Regions from separate parts of the Drosophila melanogaster genome. Here regions 1 and 2 are each linked to region 3. A link is a contact called in public Hi-C data. All regions are on one chromosome and are shown on one strand. The core of a region is the stretch at or near the end of the contact, and the rest is flanking DNA. Distances in the headings are between cores, read along the strand shown.

Region 1 (2,700 bases), core at 133-2,632, 52 kb before region 3:
CTATGAGATTTTGGCGGATCTCGTACGTTGTAGTATTTATAAGTTTTAAATTTAGTTTGTAAAATGCGTTTCAAACAAAACAAACGAAACAAAGCGAAAACAATACAAAACAAAACAAATAAGAACTCAAAAACAAAAAAGTAGCAGTGGAAGATTGAATGTATTTCAAATATGATTGATTGATGTCAATAATGTTTGCTAACTGATAGATGATGACTTTTTGCCATACCTAAATGTTAAATGGAAATATTTGTGAATTTTTCTATCTTTGCTCCTCGTCTGCATTTTTGGCGCAGGCCGGAACAAGAAGAATTAAAAACGATAACAATGAACGGCGACGAAACTGAATGTAAAACGAATTGCAAATTTGTTGTATTTTTTTATATGAACATATATATATATATACATATATATATATAGATATTTAACCATACATACCTATAAAGTATGTATGCTCTAGAATGCTATATGTTGTAGATCGTAAGCTATATGTTGTAGATTCTTAAGCGCTAACAGCAACCACAACGGAAACAACAACAACAACCATTTTTTGTAGTAGTTTTTTAAAGAGACGAGAAGCGGAGATAACATTATATATATTTGTGTCTAAAAAGAATGTTCGTAAATAACACAATCAAGAAAAAACAAAATAAACCGAAATAAAACCAAATCTTCCAGAAGTTCACATATCCCAGCTCCCAGAATATTGACCGATTCTTAAGTCGCAGTGGAACTTTACCTCAGGTTTCCTGATTATTTCGCTTTGGGTTTCTGCTTTCAATGAACTCTCATCGACTTAAATCCGCTGAGCTGGGCGAAAAGCTATCGCAGAAAAAACAGATATCACGAGTCCGCCAAATTTGCGGTAGGAGACATGCACTTCATAAGTGACCGGTTTTCAATTCTGGAGGAATCGCTGTGGAGTGACCTAGATGAGGGTTTGTATCTAGCGTCTATGCTACAAATGCATTTTATTCTGCTTTAATTTAGTCGGTGTCAGTGTTTTGCTAACAATAATGAATAACAGTAACCCCTATCGTAGAAAGTTCGATAAATGTTGTTTATGTAAGTTTCATGGTTAATTTGATGTGCAGTGAATAAAAATTCATTTGAAAAGCGCGCTCAAATGTTAACTGTAGCTGGCAGCTTTTGAACAGTGCTAAACAGTGCTGCCAACTCTTGCTTCGAAATAGTAATGCGATGGTAACTATCAAAGTATTAATCATTAAATAAATCATAAAAAGCGTAGATAGCCATAATTCGAATGCATCTGCAAATATCCCTTTATATATTACTTACAAAATAGCATAGCTGACCGGGCAGAACAGCTGAAGTCACAGGCCCATTTGGTATTTTCGTCGTTGCAGTCTACGACCACGCTAATCAACAGATTTTCGGGCAGCGCTGCGGCAGTGGCAGCATTTTTTACTCGTCGTCGCGTTTTTTGGGCTTTCGGGTGTATTTTTTTGTTTTGAATTGTTGACACATCTCCGGGACGTTTCATCGTTTTGGATTGTAATTAGGCGTGCAAGTGGAAAAGATAATAAATCAAAGCCAATGTGCAGCGTGAGAGTAACGAAAAAAAAAACAAAACAATCGCAGCGTGAGACTTTGCTTTTTGTTGTCTTTGCTAAGTGATGCTGCAGCAACAATAGTAACCAAAGCATCAAGAACATCAATAAGAGCTCCCGCAAAAATTCGCCGAACCTAAACTTATTGCAAAACAACAAGAATTGTCGTAATACGGTTGTTTTTTCTGCATTATTACTTCATAACAGAGTGTCGCTCTCTCGCTCGCTCCGGAAAAGCTCCGCTTTTGGGGTTCTCTCTCGCTCAGGTAATCAAATGTGTTTAATTCTATTAACCTTTCAAATAAGGAACAAGAAAAGTTGCGTGAGTGTGCGTGCGCATCAAAAGCTAAGAACGCAAACAAATTATTGAATAACAACGCACTAAAAACGATGGCAGGTGCCCGCGCTCTTTCTCTCTCTTCGAATGAACGGATCGTCTCCAAGCTTTGAGATGCCGTAATCTCAGCTATTGACTCCCAGGGGGGTGGCGGGGTCAGCTCTGGGTGGCCGGCAGTGGGAGGAGGGCGGAGTGGTCCTAATCGATCGGGGGGAGTGATCTCATTGCATTGCCTCTGTGCTGAGCTAATCAGTGCATCTTATCAGTAGCTCGGGGGTTAGGCGGGGTTAGGAGAGACGCAGGTGCCTTGAGCGCAGGAGGGGCGGGTCAAAAGATCAAGAGATAAGCCCGGGAGCAGAGTTTGAAACTCTTTCGTTCTCTGCGGAGAATCGGCATAAATACTTGTTTAGAGTATAAAGGCACTTGCTTAACTATCGCATATTAAACTACATTTTATTTATTTATTTATTGTTGAATCACGTACTATGCATCCAATTGTCTCATGAATAACATTGTTGATTTACTACCATCCATGGCTTCAAACTGCATACGCAGTTGTATGGAATAATTTGACTCTGTTTCCTACCACAATACTTTCCCGGCTTGCCATATGCTCCATAATGTCGTTCTACCATAATGCTCTCATTATCTTGCCGTATATTTGCTGCCTCTTCCACTTCAATTGGCCCACTCCCCAAACTCCTCCCCGTCCGCCACTCACCCTCCAAGAATAACAACAACCAAAACAGAACAAGCAAAACATGTTGTAAATTATTTTTGTGTGCCGCACCC
Region 2 (2,700 bases), core at 87-2,586, 44 kb after region 3:
TTCCTGGCGAAGATTGTTCGACATAATCTTCATTTCGCGCTCACTAAAAGAGTTTTCGATTTCCGTCAGCTTCATCTTGAGCTAGTAGTAAACCATTTATTTAATATGGATCTTGATTTCTATACGACCTGCATTACTAGCTCACCTGAGCACACTGTTCCTCCTTCACGCTCAGCATCTGCTTGCAGCAGGAGATGACCTCCTTCAGGGTTCCTACCTGGCGTTGAACCACTTCCACTTCTCCACGCAATGACAAATTCTCGGCCTGTGCCTGCTGCAAAGCCAACTGAGCATTGGCCAGTTCGATATTGGCATGGCGGCTCCTGGAACTGGGATTCTCATCATCTGGATCTGCATCAGGCTTACTGGGACTATTCGAATGGTCGTGCTGATTATCGGCTTGACCGTCTGTAGCCGTAACTTTTCTAAGACGTTGATTCTCAGATTTTTCTATGGCCAATTGTTCTTTAAGACTAGCAATTTCATCCCTCAGGCCCTGCACAGCATTTTGGCGAACCTCTTTTTTCTGACGAAGCTCTTCTCTGAACTCTTCGAGGGTCTGTTCTCGTTGATGGGTCTCATTTCCTTTGTCCTCCATTTCAATTGCAACTTTATTCTCACGATATTTCACTCTATTTTCGGGAAGTACCTCCTCAGCTTCTTTTTGGGTTGTGGCTCGGGGGGCCTGTTCCAGAATGAGATCCTCGTGCTCGATGTTGTTCCACCAGGGCTCGTCATCAGTGGACTGCTGCATCTGCATTTGCGTATCATCCGCAGACTGTGTGGACTCGGCATTTCCCATCTTTACCAACAGAACAAAGACGAACGAGCTGTGGTATGCGGTTGTGATGATCTGTTTACCAATGCAGATTCGCCTGGCGAGCGTTAAATTTACGATTCGCTTTAATGCGACTTTTCTTCTAGAGAAGAACTCTTTGTCGGCACAAAGAAAGCCCAAGATCCACCGATCTACAGATCGCCACCAATTGATATGGCACCAATACCAGCAGGGGAAAATACCAACAAAAATCGGTGTCTATATTTGTGTGCGACGATCACACACGAGTTTGCAGATTTCGCAATTATCTATTGACTTTCACTTTTCAACCAAGGATGTTCGAGAAAAAATAATGTCCCGATTTCCATTAAATATTCTTCACTTGCACATTGAACTTCGAAAGATACGGAAAAGGAGAAACGTAACTAAACTAAATATCTAGTATACATATGATAAACTTCTATATGTATACGTGACGTTGGAAAATTTTCGGGTTCTAATTTCTATCCGTTCGACGGTCGAACGCAACTTTTCGGTTAGCCAGCTCGGGAAAAACTGAGAAAACATTGAATAGATTCTGCTATTTTTAACCCACTACGATCTCTCCTGCTTTCAAACGAATTTGGCTTCTCTCGGCGGCACTCCCAACATAAAATGCTTTGTTTTCGAGCATTAGAGATTCTTGTTATGTTGAGGGTTTGGCAAGATGTCTGAGAGTCTTCTTAGGACTCTTCCCTTCACATTCTTAATTGTTCTTTTTAGTTTTATGCACATTTTAATTAGAAGAACGTGTCAGATGAATCCGTCTAAAATTATACACAAGCGTCATTTTAATTATGAGTAAGGGGTAAAACAAAACAAAACTCTTGCCACATCGCCTGTCAAGAAATGAAGATCAAGACCAGTTGTCAAGAGCTGAAAGAGAAAGATCCGCAACACTTACTAGGTGAATGATCTGCACTGTTTTGAAGACGATGTTTCCTAACATCAGGAACTTTAATTACATATAAAAAGCATACAAAAGAATTAGCATTACTCTCAGTTTTGGTATTAGGTAAAAACTCTGGGTGAGTATGAACACATGTTCAAGGTTAAATACAGCACAATCCTATTCATTTTTCAATTCATACACGATCACAAACTTTTCTTAGCGCACCCCTGTCTGACCCACATTCGTTGACCATTATCACTTCGTTAAAGAGAATAAATCTCTGGACCTTTATTAACCAATTTGTGATAGTGGCATAGGGTATCCCGCGCACCCCCGAACTCAATGAAAATCTTTCGCGCGAAAGTTTCAAATGAAAATCCATTTGCTAGCTGATTTTTGCACTGGCCACGCCAACTTCCTGTTTTTTTCCCCCAGTGCGCGCATTTGAAAAGTGGGAAACACGCAGCAACGATTCCAAACCAAGGACGGTGAAGGGTTTTCCGGGGTAGGAAGGAAGGATGGCGCACACATTTGGCAAAGTGTCGCCAGGCTTGAAAATGAAAATCAACAATGCAATTTGCCATGGCGCCTCGCTCTGCCCCTTAGTTCTAGGTTTCTCTGTTGTTTGTAGCGACTCAAAAGGGAAAAAATTCTGCTAAAAACTTGAAGCGCCAGGCAAAAGTTGGGCCCCAGGAACGCCCTCAGCTTTTGCAGAGATTGCACACAGGCAAATGTGCAGCGAAAGTTGAAAGTAGCAAGGATACAAGAACCAGGCATCAAGGACGCTCTGCCCAAAATAAGTTGCAAGAAATCCATTGTGTTCATTATAATGGAATAATAAACCGGAGTGACTGCGTTCAGATTGGGGTTCTTTCCTTTTCCATTAGCCCCTGAACCATCTCAAATTGATGATATTTTCTTGATGTTCCCACAACCACTTCATGTTTTCACGTTAAAACCCAACAAAGTAATTTGGCAATTCCAATACAAG
Region 3 (2,700 bases), core at 124-2,623:
GGCTCAAGCGGCAAGCCCTCAGCGCTTCCATTCCGGTTGTGCGAGGGCACTGCCCGGATGACCTTGTACTTGTCGCCACCTTCGAGATAATACCTAAAGAAAGGCTTTCGAGCCAGGATTACGTAGCACACAATGCAAAGCAGGATGAGCACTCCTCCCACAATGAAGAAGATGAATGCAGTGGTATTGGGACCCGTGTCGAATGCAAGCACAAGAATGAAGGCCAGGGCTGTGAGGATACCACCAAGAGCCTGTCCGCTAACCACAGCGGTGATAAACTCGGAGGGAAATAGACCAGCGACTCCGTAGAGGGCTCCCGACATTGTAGCCGCAGATACTATATATAATAAATATTAAGTAAACACTCAAGGAGTACTTCATGGTACCCACTATTTAGCAGCACTACAATGATGAGAGTGATTAGGAAAAACTGTTCCTGCCACGTGTCTGTGTTGATCTCCACGAAGCCAGTTGTAACCCCGAAAAGGATGAGGATCATCCACAGCGTTCCTAACATCTTGGTGCGCAGGGACACATGGTGTCCGAAAATGGCGTTTAGCAGCAGAAATGTAGTCCCAGAAATAGTGGCCGTGAGAGCCAAGTCGCAGGTAAAACTCTTCTGCAACGGGGTGAGCTCTTCCTCCAGGTCTGTGTTATTAATCGATGCATTCCGGAACTTGTACTTCCAGTACTGAAAGAGAAGCGAACAGGGTTAAAGCGTAAGTCAGCGGAAAACAAAGAAAATCAAAAAAGAGAGTTTTCGTCTGGGTGTGGGTCGTAAAGAAACGACGACAAAGCTGATAAGCACCGCGCCTTAGAATTGCGCTTGGCCCAGTTGTTCAGCTGTTTGGAATTGATATGTCCGAAGTTCAGTTAAATTGACTAGGATGCGGGTGCGGAAATTTCCACTCGTTAAACTTACATCTTCCGCAGTCACAAAGAAATTCCACGGGGTCATGGTACCAATGCCCAACAGGTAGAACACGAGGTAGGTGAAGAGTCGTCCACTCTCGGGTTCGTTGGACACCAAAACTACCTCGTCCTGCTGGCGTTCCATGAGACATTGCTCATCCGCATGGTGGTCCTGCGGACGAAAAGCGGGAACGAAGCTGCCCTCCGTGCCCAGAATCTCGTCATCCTCGTCCAGGGCGTCCACCAGTCGTCGTGTGTCACTGGTGCCTGGCATTGCCACTGAATTGCACTACTGTTTTGTACGCAGCCCTTGGTATTCATAAATTTACAACACCTCTGGCGGATTATTCACATCTGTAATTGTGGAGAAGTATTCGATGTAACTTAATCTGATGCAATTTACTTTCATGTGTATCATTTAGCACGGACGAACTGCGTAACATAAAAACGAATTTGTAAACAACAAAGCAAGACATTATACAAAAAATATCGATGGCTTATCGAGAGGAATCGATTAAATGAAAATATCTAAGATATCGCACTAACACCACAAAACCGTTCACCCAGGTTGGCAGCCCTTGGCGCGAAATGTGATGGGATTCAAACTGCATCTTAGTTTTGCATCTTAGTCCTATATTTTAGAGGACTGTGAAATTGGATTTTATTTGCAAAACGAGCGTAGCATCCACCTCAAATCGTAATTTAATTGCCAGCCAGAGCAGCAACAATAAAAACACCAATATCAAGCAGACCCTAGAGCTGATGATGAATGAACGCAATTTGTATTTAATCAATAAGCACGCCCCGCAGTGTTTTAAATCAGCGCACAGCTTCGTTTTACGGCTTAGCGCCATTCGCAGGATGCGATCCGCCCTCCACCCCTCGCCCATTGATCGCTTGCGAAATTTTAATTGGATTTGCATTCGCGTTCGTCCCGAAACCGGTTAACACACGCTCCTTCCCTCTGGACATGCGTTTCCTGACCCCCTCACTGGTCGGGACATAAATTTATTTTTAATTTACTTATGCGCGAATTTCCGATCTCTGCCCTGCGGTTGTTTGATTTGCGAATTAAACTGGAGGGGGCCTTCGAGGAGAAGCGTCCTCGTTAGCGCTGTTGCCCAGGTGGGCAAGGATCGAGGGGACTTCTCTTCCGTCTTCGATTGTCATCGCGGGCTTGCAAATTAGATTAGTTCATAATGATCACGAGGGGGTTTCGCATCCCAGCGAGAGGCGTGTCATCTCATTAATTCCGTAAAAACGCTGCCCCCACTCCCATGAGCCCAATCAATCTCCCGATGAGATTCTGATTCCCCTGCGCAGGCCACACACTCTGCCTCGGTCTGGCAATTTAAAAATCACATTAAATTAGTCAGCAAGAAATCACCACAACGAAACCATCAACAAATCATCTCAAATTAAATTCATTCAGAGAGTGGAAGTGGATGGGGATGTTGATGTGGATGGGCTGATGGTCTGATGAGTAGCCAGTCGGCTTAAGCAACTCATCTCCCATTCATGCCAACGGGTAGCACTACGAGATCGAGACTGGGCTCACTAGCAGACTTGGCAATTAATAAAAATGTAAATTCAATTAAATTTATATGACAGCTGGCTGTCAGAAGAGCTCAAATTAAAAATTACTAACAAGACCTGTTCCGCCGAGATCGCCGTACTTCCCGTGTCCCGAAGAGCTACTCGACGAAAAGCCTCGGGTGCAGGCCACGCTTAATTAAAAATCCAACAACTTCAACTCGCAGACGAAGATGATGAAGATTGGGCTGCGGA

The links. A called contact is a pair of places that touch in the nucleus more often than the background predicts.
Region 1: a contact with region 3 is called in a Hi-C map of the Kc167 cell line, with 3 times the contacts expected there. A contact is called at or near these places in 39 of 107 Hi-C or Micro-C datasets (the Kc167 cell line, the S2 cell line, the Sg4 cell line and 13 more) and 1 of 7 datasets of targeted methods (the Kc167 cell line).
Region 2: a contact with region 3 is called in a Hi-C map of the Kc167 cell line, with 2.5 times the contacts expected there. A contact is called at or near these places in 45 of 107 Hi-C or Micro-C datasets (the D17-c3 cell line, the Kc167 cell line, the ML-DmBG3-c2 cell line and 21 more) and 2 of 7 datasets of targeted methods (both in the Kc167 cell line).

The regions. Positions count from the first base shown.
Region 1 is chr2L:304,553-307,252 of dm6, forward strand. Plc21C (Phospholipase C at 21C) reads left to right here and starts at 1,383. Exons shown (of 18, transcript NM_205884.3): 1 at 1,383-1,837. Pi3K21B (Pi3K21B,) reads left to right here. Exons shown (of 3, transcript NM_001272888.1): 3 at 1-681.
Region 2 is chr2L:400,862-403,561 of dm6, forward strand. CG4213 reads right to left here and starts at 1,337. Exons shown (of 5, transcript NM_134676.2): 1 at 146-1,337; 2 at 1-81. The coding sequence starts at 802.
Region 3 is chr2L:356,501-359,200 of dm6, forward strand. Ent1 (Equilibrative nucleoside transporter 1) reads right to left here and starts at 1,374. Exons shown (of 4, transcript NM_164381.2): 1 at 923-1,374; 2 at 391-691; 3 at 1-337. The coding sequence starts at 1,186. It also overlaps asRNA:CR45367 and asRNA:CR45366.